2 separate regions of the Oncorhynchus mykiss genome follow, and region 1 is linked to region 2. A link is a contact called in public Hi-C data. All regions are on one chromosome and are shown on one strand. Each heading gives the region's core, a stretch centred on a gene start, on an enhancer-like site or on the middle of the called end of the contact. The rest is flanking DNA. Distances are from core to core; before and after follow the strand shown.

Evidence for each region. A called contact is a pair of places that touch in the nucleus more often than the background predicts.
Region 1: a Hi-C map of blood shows a contact between it and region 2, with 5 times the contacts expected there. The contact joins the enhancer-like site here to the promoter of LOC110500628 in region 2. A contact is called at or near these places in 3 of 3 Hi-C or Micro-C datasets (blood and liver).

What each region holds. Positions count from the first base shown.
Region 1 is chr21:49,716,866-49,723,751 of USDA_OmykA_1.1, forward strand. All of the region lies in intron 2 of LOC110500628 (nuclear factor 1 B-type), which reads left to right. Among protein-coding and RNA genes, the nearest start is that of LOC110500628, 40 kb to the left of the region's middle. Within about 2 kb of position 2,161, at least 3 of the 11 cell types and tissues checked have an H3K27ac peak or open chromatin away from gene starts, as enhancers often do.
Region 2 is chr21:49,675,538-49,682,502 of USDA_OmykA_1.1, forward strand. LOC110500628 (nuclear factor 1 B-type) reads left to right here and starts at 5,131. Exons shown (of 12, transcript XM_036958088.1): 1 at 5,131-5,502. The coding sequence starts at 5,485.

The sequences.
Region 1 (6,886 bases), core at 911-3,410, 38 kb after region 2:
CCTAATAATGAACACCTCTCAAGGCACCACTATACAATCCTAATAATGAACACCTCTCAAGGCACCACTATACAATCCTAATAATGAACACCTCTCAAGGCACCACTATACAATCCTAATAATGAACACCTCTCAAGGCACCACTATACAATCCTAATAATGAACACCTCTCAAGGCACCACTATACAATCCTAATAATGAACACCTCTCAAGGCACCACTATACAATCTTAATAATGAACACCTTTCAAGGCACCACTATACAATCCTAATAATGAACACCTCTCAAGGCACCACTATACAATCTTAATAATGAACACCTCTCAAGGCACCACTATACAATCTTAATAATGAACACCTCTCAAGGCACCACTATATAATCTTAATAATGAACACCTCTCAAGGCACCACTATACAATCTTAATAATGAACACCTCTCAAGGCACCACTATATAATCTTAATAATGAACACCTCTCAAGGCACCACTATATAATCTTAATAATGAACACCTCTCAAGGCACCACTATACCATCCTAATAATGAACACCTCTCAAGGCACCACTATACAATCTTAATAATGAACACCTCTCAAGGCACCACTATACAATCCTAATAATGAACACCTCTCAAGGCACCACTATACAATCTTAATAATGAACACCTCTCAAGGCACCACTATACAATCCTAATAATGAACACCTCTCAAGGCACCACTATACAATCCTAATAATGAACACCTCTCAAGGCACCACTATACAATCTTAATAATGAACACCTCTCAAGGCACCACTATATAATCTTAATAATGAACACCTCTCAAGGCACCACTATACAATCCTAATAATGAACACCTCTCAAGGCACCACTATACAATCTTAATAATGAACACCTCTCAAGGCACCACTATACAATCCTAATAATGAACACCTCTCAAGGCACCACTATACAATCTTAATAATGAACACCTCTCAAGGCACCACTATACAATCTTAATAATGAACACCTCTCAAGGCACCACTATATAATCTTAATAATGAACACCTCTCAAGGCACCACTATACAATCTTAATAATGAACACCTCTCAAGGCACCACTATATAATCTTAATAATGAACACCTCTCAAGGCACCACTATATAATCTTAATAATGAACACCTCTCAAGGCACCACTATACAATCTTAATAATGAACACCTCTCAAGGCACCACTATATAATCTTAATAATGAACACCTCTCAAGGCACCACTATATAATCTTAATAATTAACACCTCTCAAGGCACCACTATACAATCTTAATAATGAACACCTCTCAAGGCACCACTATATAATCTTAATAATGAACACCTTTCAAGGCGCTGGCAAATTAGGTCACATGACAGGTATCTTTGTTTTAGGTATCTTCCCTGTATTTTGTCCACCAGAAGATGTGCAGCCAGGCTGTGATGATGCCTACCCTGGGTTAGGTCTAACATGTATATCCTTATATTATGTTCCTATAGATACAGTACATCATTTACAATGGCAACACAGCCATATCCCTGTAGCATTCATGCAACCCCAATTCTTAAATACCATTGTTTACAGCTTTTCATACATGCAGAATAAATTTAGCGGTTGGTTCCCTTCTCCCAAACGGTTGCCCATGTAAGCTGCCCCAGGAGACCTCGGGAGCACTGGGACGATTTGCTTCCTTTAGTTGTAGCCAGGAATCTTCATACAAACTCTTCACACACACTCCTTACACTCCTTTGTGAGGAGGAACTTGTGGGTTGGAGGAGTGTGTGTGTGTGTGTGTGTGTGTGTGTGTGTGTGTGTGTGTGTGTGTGTGTGTGTGTGTGTGTGTGTGTGTGTGTGTGTGTGTGTGTGTGTGTGTGTGTGTGTGTGTGTGTGTGTGTGTGTGTGTGTGTGTGTGTGTGTGTGTGTGTGTGTGTGTGTGTGTGCGAGTGCATGTGTGTGTGCGAGTGCATGTGTGTGTGTGCATGCGCGTGCGTGCATTTTTCTAAGGATGGAGGTGGGGCACCGTTACTCATATCTTCAAGTTGTTTGGTGGTGTGTGTGTGTGTTTGATTATTGATTGTCGGTGCATTTGGGAGCTCCCCAAGGCGATAGCTCCAGGAGGTGTGGAGGAGGGGTTTTATGCTGCTTCTGGAACCCTGCCAGATCACTCTGACCTTGTGGTGGGCAACACCATCCGTTGCTCCTCCTGAGATATGTGAGGGTGTGTACTGTTCCAACCACTCCGCTCTGGTCTGCTAAGACAGACTGCTCCGAGTCCGCATGACCCTACAGCGAAAACGAATGAGCCCATCTCAAAGTCCTGCAGTATCAGGACTGCAGCTTGTTTCTGTTACTCAGAAATGGCGCTGAACACCTCTGACCAACACGTGTTTATGTGTTGCAACACAAGTTCCCCCCAGCCCTAACCCCCTGCTAAAACCTTTTTCCAGGTGTGTTACCGTTACTTGGGAACCACCCAACCCCCCTCCCTTACAGCCCCTCTCCCTATATCATCGTGGCTGGCATTGGTTTAACCCGGCCCTGGCATGGGGTTCATAACAACGTCTTGCTAGCTCCGATGTTTGGGCTCATTAGCAGGAAAGGAAGGGTTTTACTGGCCATGCGGCATGCAGACGTTTTTATGACACCTACTCCACAGCCTGTCGTCCTCTTATATCCGAGCAGGGTACTAGGATCGTTGAGCGGTTTTAACAGTCTTTACCTGAGGACATTACTGGGCGTATGGTTTGGGTAGGGGGTGGAAACATTGGAAACCAGACTCCAGCCCTCTGTTGACATTTGGTGGTAGTATGGTATACCACAAGACACAGCTCTGGACCGTTTACATTTGTGATGTTCCAGCACCACAGCACTGCATTTAGTTGATCCATCTCCATGGGATGCCCATCTCTGAGGTAATGTGCCGTCGTCAAAATGTCCTGTTAGCTTTCAGCCAATACAATACTTATCCATATCTCAATCACATGCTGGGAACACTGAAGATGGAACACTGAAGATGGATCACTGAAGATGGATCACTGAAGATGGAACACTGAAGATGGAACACTGAAGATGGTTCACTGAAGATGGAACACTGAAGATGGATCACTGAAGATGGATCACTGAAGATGGAACACTGAAGATGGATCACTGAAGATGGAACACTGAAGATGGAACACTGAAGCACAGTTGTGTGAAGAAAAACATGAATAAGGGAACATTCAGTCTTCATTTGCACCTGCTGGCATTTTCCCCGTATTGAAGTTTTGTCATGGCAGTAAAGAATTGCCTTGCCGACATCTGTTGGCAGTGCTGGTAGTCTGTTTTTATGTTTGTAATGACACATTAAACACCACTTCGTTCCAAACATGGTTACCACTGCCAGCAAAGCTGTCTGAATGAGTGCACAGCTTTGTTCCATTGTCTGTCTTGGACCAAGGCCACTCCGCCTTGCCTTAGATGTGGAATTATATGAGCCAATAATTCATCCAACGTCGTAATTAAGGTGTGTGAGGTCGTTGGCGTTGTGTGTATGGATATGTGTTTACATCTGTGTCATTGGCACAGGGTGAGGGTGGCAGAGGGCAGAGTTCCTTCGTGGCCTCTCGCCCAGCTGGAGAGAGGCCATGCTTGCCCTCTGAGAGGCACCCTCTTGCCCTGGCACTTCCCACTATCACTGCCCACCTCTCCTGCAAGTGGGGATTCCGTTCTCCAAGTCATCAGCCAAAGGCTCGCGGTAGTAAGATTGGCTAGTGGGAGTCACAGGCATTCGTCGCTGGCTGGAGTTCAGAGTTATAAAGATATGGAATCCTCCATTCAAAATTAAGTCTGCAAGTATTTTTTGACACTGTACTGTTGGTAGCCATTCGCAGGCCAAGTGTCTGAGATCTGAATTGTGTTGGTTATATTTTCATCCGAGAGGAACATTTACAGTAGCTCACATTAATTTACAGTAGTTAACTTTCATTTACAGTAGCTAACTTTCATTTACAGTAGTTAACTATGCTCCAACATTATGCCAATAAATCAACTCTAACACAGTGCCTTCAGAAAGTATTCAGACCCTTTGACTTTTCCCCAAAAATGTTGTGTTACGGCTGGAATTTCAAATGGATTCAATTTAGATTTTTTTGTCACTGGCCTAAACACACTACCCAATAATAACTCTTCTTGAACTGCACTGTTGGTTAAGGGCTTGTAAGTAAGCATTTCACGGTAAGGTCTACACTTGTTGTATTCGGCGCATGTGACAAATAATGTTTGATTTGATTTGAATATCAAAGTGGAATTCTGTTTTTCAAAAATGTTTCCGCATTATTTTAACATTTTAATCTGAAGAGTCATTTGGGTATTCAACTCCTCTGTTTTGGCAAGCCTAAACAAAAGCCTAAACAATAAATTCAGGTGTAAAAATGTGCTTAACACATCACATAATATGTTGCATGGACTCACTCTGTGCGCAATAATAAGGTCCCAGAGTCGAGCAGAGAATTTCAAACACAGATTCAACCATCAAGTCCAGGAAGATGTTCTAATGCCTCGCAAAGAAGGGCACCTATTGGTAGATGTGTATTTTCTTTTTAAAATGTTATTTATTACACTTTGGATGGTGTATCAATAAAGCCAGTCACTACAAAGATACAGGTGTTCTCCTAACTCAGTTGCCGTAGAGGAAGGAAACAGCTCAGGGATTTCACCATGAGGCCATTGGCTGTGATAAGAGAAAACTGAGGATGGATCAACAACATTGTAATTACTCCACAATAATAACCTAATTGACAGAGTGAAAATAGGGAAGCCTCTACAGAATAAAAATATTCTAAAACATGCATCCTGTTTGCAACAAGGCACTAAAGCACTACTGCAACAAATGTGGAAAAGCAATTCACTTTTTGTTCTAAATAAAAAGTGTTATGTTTGAGGCATATCCAATACAACATTACTGAGTACTACTCTTCATATTTTCAAGCATAGGGGTGACTGCATCATGTTATGGGTATTCTTTGTTTGGACTGGGGAGTTTTTCAGGATAAAAAAGTAACAGAGTTGAGCTAAGCACAAAGGAAAGCCTGGTTCAGTGTGCTTTCGACCATACATTGGTCGACTATACATGAATTCACCTTTCAGCAGGACAATAACCTAAAAAGGGACAAATCTACACTGGAGTTGCTTACCAAGAAGACAGTGAATGTTCCTGAGTGGCCAAGTTACAGTTTTGACTTAAATCTACTTGAAAATATATGGCAAGACCTGAAAATGGTTGTCTAGCAATGATCAACAACCAATTTGACAGCACTTGAAGTATTTTTAAAGAATAATGGGCAAATGTTTCACAATTCAGGTGTGGAATGCTTTTAGAGACTTACCCAGAAAGACTCACAGCTGTAATCGCTGCCAAAGATGCTTCTACAAAGTATTGACTAAGGGGTGGGAATACTTATGTAAATTAGATATTTATGTATTTGAATTTCAATAAATTTGCCAAAACTTCTAGAACTCGGTAGCCATGAAGTGCTTTGAAAGGCTGGTCATGGCTCACATCAACAGCATCATCATGGATACCCTAGACCTACTCCAATTCGCATACCACCCCAACAGGTCCACAGATGATGCTATCTCAATCGCACTCCACACTGCTCTTTCCCACCTGAACTAAAGGAACACCTATGTGAGAATGCTGTTCATTGACTACAGCTCAGCGTTCAACACCATAGTGCCCACAAAGATCATCACTAAGCTAAGGACCGTGGGACTAAACACCTCCCTCTGCAACTGGATCCTGGTCTTCCTGACGGGTCGCCCTCAGGTGGTAAGGGTAGCCAACAATACATCTGCCACGCTGATACTCAACACTGGGGCCCCTCAGGAGTGTGTGCTTAGTCCCCTCCTGTACGCCCTGTTCACCTACGACTGCGTGGCCAAACACCATCATTAAGTTTGCTGACGACACAACAGTGGTACGGCCCCCGTCCCCCATTTGTTTTTACACTGCTGCTTCTCGCTGTTTATCATCTATGCATAGTCACTTTACCCCTAACTCTTTCTTGAACTGCATTGTTGGTTAAGGGCTTGTAAGTAAGCATTTCACTTGTTGAATTCGGCGCATGTGACAAATATATTTTGAAGATCTCATTAAACGCTGTGTACTACTCCCTTCACAGAACAGCGCAAACTGTCTCTATCCAGAATAGAAAGAGGAGTGGGAGGCCCGATGCACAACTGAGCAAGAGGACAAGTACATTAGAGTGTCTAGTTTGAGAAACAGACGCCTCACACGTCCTCAACTGGCAGCTTCATTAGATAGTACCCTCAAAACACCAGTCTCAAAGTTAACAGTGAAGAGGCGACTCCGGGATGCTGGCCTTCTAGGCAGAGTTGCAAAGAAAAATCCATCTCTCAGACTGGCCAATAAAAATAAAAGATTAAGATGGGCAAAAGAACACAGACACTGGATAGAGGAACTCTAGAAAGCCAGCATCCCGGAGTCGGCTCTTCACTGTTGACGTTGAGACTGGTGTTTTGTGGGTATTAATACTAAATTGACTGCAGTTCTCACAACTTACGTTTAAAAACAAAATTGGTCTGGTACTCATTTGGTTATGATGAGATAACATGATTGAACAATCCCCCTGGAGTTTTCCTAAAACATAGATTTCCTGGAATGTTGTTAGAAGGAATGTTCACATAATACTGTTACGAAAGAGAGGTTAGAGAAAATTAGCCGTCTAACCAACCAGATACATTGTGGAACAAAAACTTTTTTGCCGTCTAGTGTGTCAAAGCTGAAGATCTACCCGACTACCACCCGTCATTTTCCTGGGAGAGTGGGGGATTTCCCTAGAAATCACTTTACACCCACTCTCTCTCTCTCTCTCTCTCTCTCTCTCT
Region 2 (6,965 bases), core at 3,881-6,380:
TTTTCATTGTTATTCTTTTTATGTCATGTTTACGGTTTCCTAGAGATCCTGGTGGGAGGATTCCAGATTTTCTGTTTATTCCCGTCTGATTTGGTGTCAACCCTATTTATGATACTGTACATCCGCAGGCTAGCTTTGTTTTCCTATTCATGTGTTTCTCCAGATGGATATTATTATTGGAATTGATCAGTGTGCTGGATGTAATATACCAAATGAATGAAAGGTTTTCTTCCTACCTGAAGAAGGGGTGGAAAGAATTGACAGTGTAGATAAATTAGGAGACGTTGGACGAGATACATTTTTTTAAACAATTTTCTATGGCTATGATGAGATACCGAGGAGTTTGTGTTTCTGCCATGAGAGCTTTCCTCCAGTTCACCTCTACTATGTTCATTTAGCGATCTGAGACAAAAGGCAGTTGTACCCGTGCATTTCCCAGGGTGAAGGAAGTCGTGTAGGGGGAAGTTACCCCTAGACATTGATCTTAGGTCAGTTTTGCATTTCCCCCGCTCATGGTTAAGGGGAGGGGAAGCTGACCCTAGATCTATATCTAGGAGAAACTTCTCTCCAGAGCAAAGGAATTTACATCTGTGGTTTGACAAACTTTTATTCAACTAAAGCTCATTTGTACAGCTTGTTTTGTGTCTTGGTCTAGGACAATAGGGGATCAATTCTGAGGTCCAGTTTATTTAGAAATCTATTCCTAACAGTGTCAAACCTCACAATGGGATACAGAACACAGCCTGCTTTAGCCTGAATTGTGTCATTGCACATAGTGGGTTTCTGCACTGTGCTTTCATGTCTGTTTGATGTTGACACTTGAATTAGGATTTGTCATCACAAGCCACTGTTGTGCCAAACTCACGGTATAGTTATCACAATCAAGAACACTGGTGCCTCCTACTGGGATAGAAAATGAAATACAATCTCAATTCTATGAACCCCCCTCACTCTACAATGCATGTACATCCACTGTCATTACACAGTACTTACATAGGCAGTAGCATGTTATTACTATTGTATAAAGTTTATGTATTGTAAAAGTGAGAACTTATCCATATACCAATAATACATGTTTTTTTGTTGTCAGTTTAGTAATGTCTTGCTAGGGTTAGGGAAGACTTTTGTTGATGTAATATCCACATCAATATAAAGATAAAATGAGAAACTATGAGAGAGACCTTTTCTTACATTTGTCTTCGCCACTGCAATAGACTATTTCAGAAAGTATGTGCGATGTAATCCCACAAAACACCACTGGGGGGCGATAGTCACAAAGGTAAGACAGATTTAAAATCGGATAGGGTTGCTGTCAATAGTGTTTTTTGTTGTTGTTTGTTTTTTCACCTTTATTTAACCTGGTAGGCTAGTTGAGAACAAGTTCTCATTTGCAACTGCGACCTGGCCAAGATAAAGCGTAGCAATTTGACACATACAACAACACAGAGTTACACATGGAATAAACAAAACATACAGTCAATACAATAATACAGTACAACAAAAGAAAACAAAAAGTCTATATACAGTGAGTGCCAATGATGTAAGTTAAGGAAATAAATAGGCCATGGTGGCGAAGTGATTACAATATTGCAATTAAACACTGGAATGGTAGACCGGCAGAAGATGAATGTGCAGGTAGAGATACTGGGGTGCAAAGGAGCAAAATAAATAAATACCAGTATGGGGATGAGGTAGGTAGATAGATGGGCTGTGTACAGGTGCAGTGATCTGTAAGCTGCTCTGACAGCTGGTGCTTAAAGCTAGTGAGGGAGATATGAGTCTCCAGCTTCAGAGATTTTTGCAATTCGTTCCAGTCATGGGCAGCAGAGAACTGGAAGGAAAGACGACCAAAGGAGGAATTGGCTTTGGGGGTGACCAGTGAGATATATCTGCAGGAGCGCGTGCTACGAGTGGGTGCTGCTATGGTGACCAGTGAGCTGAGATAAGGCGGGGCTTTACCTAGCAGAGACTAGTACAGTAGAACCTGTAGCCAGTGTCTTTGGCGACGAATATGAAGCGAGGGCCAACCAACAAGAGCGTGCAGGTCGCAATGGTGGGTAGTGTATGGGGCTTTGGTGACAAAACGGATGGCACTGTGATGGACTGCATCCAGTTTGTTGAGTAGAGTGTTGGAGGCAATTTTATAGATGACATCACCGAAGTCGAGGATCGGTAGGATGGTCAGTTTTACGAGGGTATGTTTGGCGTGAAGGATGCTTTGTTGCGATATAGGAAGCCGATTCTAGATTTAATTTTGGACTGGAGATGCTTAATGTGAGTCTGAGAGGAGAGTTTACAGTCTATAGCTTTTAACCATCGTCAGTCAATGATCAGAAAAATCTCTGCTGAAAATGGTGGTCAATTAATCAATTTAATTATGAATTTAATTTTCACATAACTATAAAAAACAGGGGTAACATTATTAATAATCTTGTCTGATACACTTGTGACTCTTTCGCAATCTTCCCTGTCTGTTCTCCAAGTCAATGTTGTTGTCTGGCCCACTATTTGGCTCCTTGTATAGTCTACAGGCCAAGTTTGACATCAGCAGGGCTCTCTTTCCCCTCTCCTTTCTCTCCTCCAATCAATGAATCTGGTCCAAATCTCCCCAGCAACTGCAACTGATGACCTCATTTACATGGTTTCTATCTCTGTGCTAGGCCTACTTGCTATACACGTCTGTTGATTCATCAATGTATTTATCAATATTACTCCACCTCTCTTTTTATCATTATATCAATATACACCAGTCCTTCTGGTAACTTTAAGGGAACGGGACCTTTTTCCTCTGTCTTTCATGCATTCAAATTCACACACGCACGCACGCGCACACACACACACACAGAGGAAAGGTCTAAAGATGGACACCAATGCGTAGATGTATCTATTGTAACATTGACGGCGCAAAATATAACACGGGAGAATTACAAGCAACATGTTCGGCAAAAATAACACTTTGTGAAGTCTTGTCTTTTTGCGTGGACCTTTATCTTGTTTTGTACTGGCAAATGAGTGCCACATTAAGTATGAGTGTTGTTAGAGTACAGTGAGTGTACAGTGTTTGAAAACAATATAATTTGCAGAAAATGTACAATACAAAGGCCCTGATAATAGCTGTTGAATGCGACTTGGAGTTCATGGTTTCAAATGAACAATGGAATTTCGAATTTATGATTATTTTATGAAATCTTAGTGAATAATCCTTATCAAAATATGATGCAATGACATTACCTGGTTAGACTCAGCATGCACTTTGATCAAAAGGCAACATATTAATCACATCCATATTGCCAACATATGTCCAACGGCCAATAGAACAAGGTTCAGTGACTTTGAGCGCACTGATATCTTCTTCTCGCCGTCCACGTGAGCGTTTTGTAAGGCGTGACCAAATACATATGGGTCGACCTAAGCACAATGTATATTATAATTGAAAACGATTTATTCAGTAAGCTATAGCAAAGAAGACCATATACAACGCATTTAATGCAAAAAAAATACATGTAGGGCACGTTGTGCGTAATGCGTGCGTAAAATGGGTAAAAAAAACAAAACAATGTGAAGTTCTGAAAATGTTATTTCGGCAACGTCTTACGATTTTGTCGCACCTTATTCATGCATTTCTCGAGAAATAATTGCGTGCCAAAAATACTCCAAATCAAAAGTTATCTAGAGAGTGTCAAAACACACAGCATTTCTAATAGAGGAGCCTACTGTGGAAGAGGCCGTATGAAAACTCACATTTTCTCTCATGAAATAACCTATGTTCTCAAGTTCACTCTCAGCGGACTCAGTGCACCAAAGGGATCATGCAGTCTTCGACGTTTCGGTTGACCAACTTTTCCAACCTCTCTCCGTGCTTGGTGTCGATTTATACACCAGTTCCCTCTTCGTAAGAAGGGAAGGACTGCTTTAAAAAAAGAAGCTTAGGCGTTGAAATCAGATGAGGATAATGGTAAAAGTTCTTAATTACCGATAACCTATTTATCGTAAAACATGTGTTTGACAGATAGGCATACATTTTGGGAGCACATGTTATAACATATAGCGCTAGTTTAGTTAATTTGCCTCTGAGTTTTTGCAGAGTGCATTCTTCCCCTGCATGCATGTCAGGGACTATATCAAGGACAATATCAGGAAGTAATTGAATAAAGCAGCCTAATTTGCTCTTATAACGGAATTTCTGAACAATCAATGTTAATTGGAAAATTGAATATTGTTGCATTGATTGAAGGTCTGTGCAAAACACTTAAGTTATATAGCATATACATATTTATTTTCATTTCGGAGATATACAAGTTATATAGAACAAATAAATAACTTTCTAATCAGCTTTATTATATTAGACGATTATATTCAGTGACCTCTAGACCATATCCACGTTCTGTTGGGCATTTGTATTTATGTCGCGTCCTCTGGGGCTATATTCACTTAGCCTATCATTCATTAAGCATTTTTAATTATAAAATATTGAACTACAATGGCAATGTATAAAACAAAATGCAGAGTCTGTGGACTGTATAAATCCTGTCACAGTCCATTATCCATTATCATTTGGATTCACCCAAGCCTGACCTTCCCTACTGTGTTGGTCCAGAGAATTGATGCAATTGCCTCATATAGAATATGAAGGATTTGCATATTAAGGAAATACTTCACCAAGAGTAGTTCTGTAAGCCTAGTTCAAATCAATTAAGGACAGTAGCCACACTGTTGGTAGCCTTTAGTACAATTTGAAAACTATTATAAATGATGGGCTGTAAAAACAAAAAAAGTACCTGGTATAATAATCATGGTAATATGCTAATAATAGTACGCCTATTAAAATCAATTTCATAAAGAGTATTATTATTCGTGACCAGTAGGCTATAGCCTATAATATAATAACATTGTGTTATGATTATATGTCTAATTGACATAATAACTAAAAATATATATTTGGTTTCCTTGTAACCACAGATAACATAAATGAACTCACATCTATAACCACTGAATAACCACAACTTCTGCCAGTCTAGCAGTTTGCAGCCTGTGATGTATTGCCACAAACACTGAGTAGCGAGCGGAAGTGAGGGGTCTACAAGCGGAGTCGTGAGGCCGCCGCGGCACTGACCAATGAGAGGCGAGAATCCAAGTTCTAGTGCGGAGCTCTCTTTGGCTGCGCAGAGCGGTACAGAGAAGGCAGTCAGATAGGGGAAAGTGAGGCGTAGACCTGCCCAGTTCCGAAAACTCAGCCTCTTCTGGATCGCATTCAACAACAACTGAACAACCCAAAAGCTATCCAAAAGTAAGACGTGAAGAGGAAGGAAGATTTTTTTGGGGGGCGACTTGATTTTACGCGCATTTCTGCCAAGAATTCTCTTACGTTTTTTTTGTTGCAAGCATTATCAAGAAAAAAAGCCTGAAAAGCACAAAGTTGAACGTGAGAAATGTGAAGGCACCGGCTTGTGTTTCACCCAGGTTCCAGGATCCCCCTTTAAATCCATGCAATACAGTGCAATGGTACGTGAACGTAGATTATTATTGCAATAACGTGTAATTTTACAACTGTTACAACATCGCCTTTTCCTACTGTTGACTTGCTCTTCACTGCAACCCGGTCTGGTTGAGCAGGAATAGAATTATGTCAATGACAACTGGACAAGACCCGTTAACAGATATGCAAATGCTTTTCATTGGTCGGAGGAGCGCCCAAAGAAAATGTATTGGCACACATACTGCGTTAACCTCCCTTGCCCCCTTTGTTGGCAATGAACTTCATTCGTAATGTATGGAGCAATTCTATAGGAGATTACAGAGGCAAGGCGTTAACAACAATGTCTGGTTTTCTGCGAACGAAAAAGTGCACATTTGTAGGGATAATTGTTCTAATTTACACCATATTTATGTCATTGCTATATAGTCCAATAATGAGCCGTAACTTCCGTGAAAAGGAAAAGGTTAACAACACGATGTTCCTCCGCGTGCAATGAAAAACAGGTTACGGGCCGGGCCATTGGCGAAGTAGTCGAGAATACTTTTACACAAAATCGCATTTTACTCTCTCAGGATTAAAAATGAAACATTATTTACTATTTGTTTGACACCAAATTGTAGTTTAGGCCAGTACATGTATATTACTGTGGAGTGAGTTGAAGCGAAGAGTCGTTGACAGGCTGCTCCTGTCCTCTGCGCTCTTCCAGTAGTTCCTAAATGGTGGATCTGTCCGGACCTCATAGGTCGTAGCTATGAGTTGTGGTGTTGGAAAATGTTGTTGTGATGTTGGAAAATGTTGTTGTCTCGTTTATGTGGTCGGTCATGCGGAAATTGTAATGACCTCAGGTGTGTCAGAGTTTTGGAACCACTCCACTGTTTATCCAAATTACATCAGAACCATGCGCCACCGTGACATACCACGGTTTGAACAGTTTCCTGTAACTGGCATAGTTTAGAAAGGCCATATGCTATAAATTTGCCCACATTTAAAGTGGCAATATACAGTTGCTACATCCATTTTTTTGGACGTATACATTAATGATATGTACCCATTGTTTCTTGAAGAATATACTTTATAAATGCCTCACGAGCTCAGTTCAACTGTCGTGCCTCATCAGAACCCAGAACCCTAAATATGTTTTTACTCCAATGTTTGTAAATAATGTCCATGTAAACAAGCATTATATAACCTCAAAACATGGTTAAAACTATCATGTTGATATCATGGATGGCCAGTCCTTGTATCCATAGCTCAGTCTAGGAATTTGAGAGTGGTTACATTTCTTCAGGTCTTTCACTGAGCTTTTTGTAGAAACGGGTGGGGAGCCAGAGGTATCAGGCAATAAGAATTAGGTTACTTGAAATTCTAAACTGTTTTCAGTTTTATTAAAGGTGTGCCATCAAGGCAAATCAAGTTACTTTTGTTGTAATTTCAACATGTATTGTAAGTAGAGGGGGCCATTGTATATACTGTGGATTGAGTGAGAAAT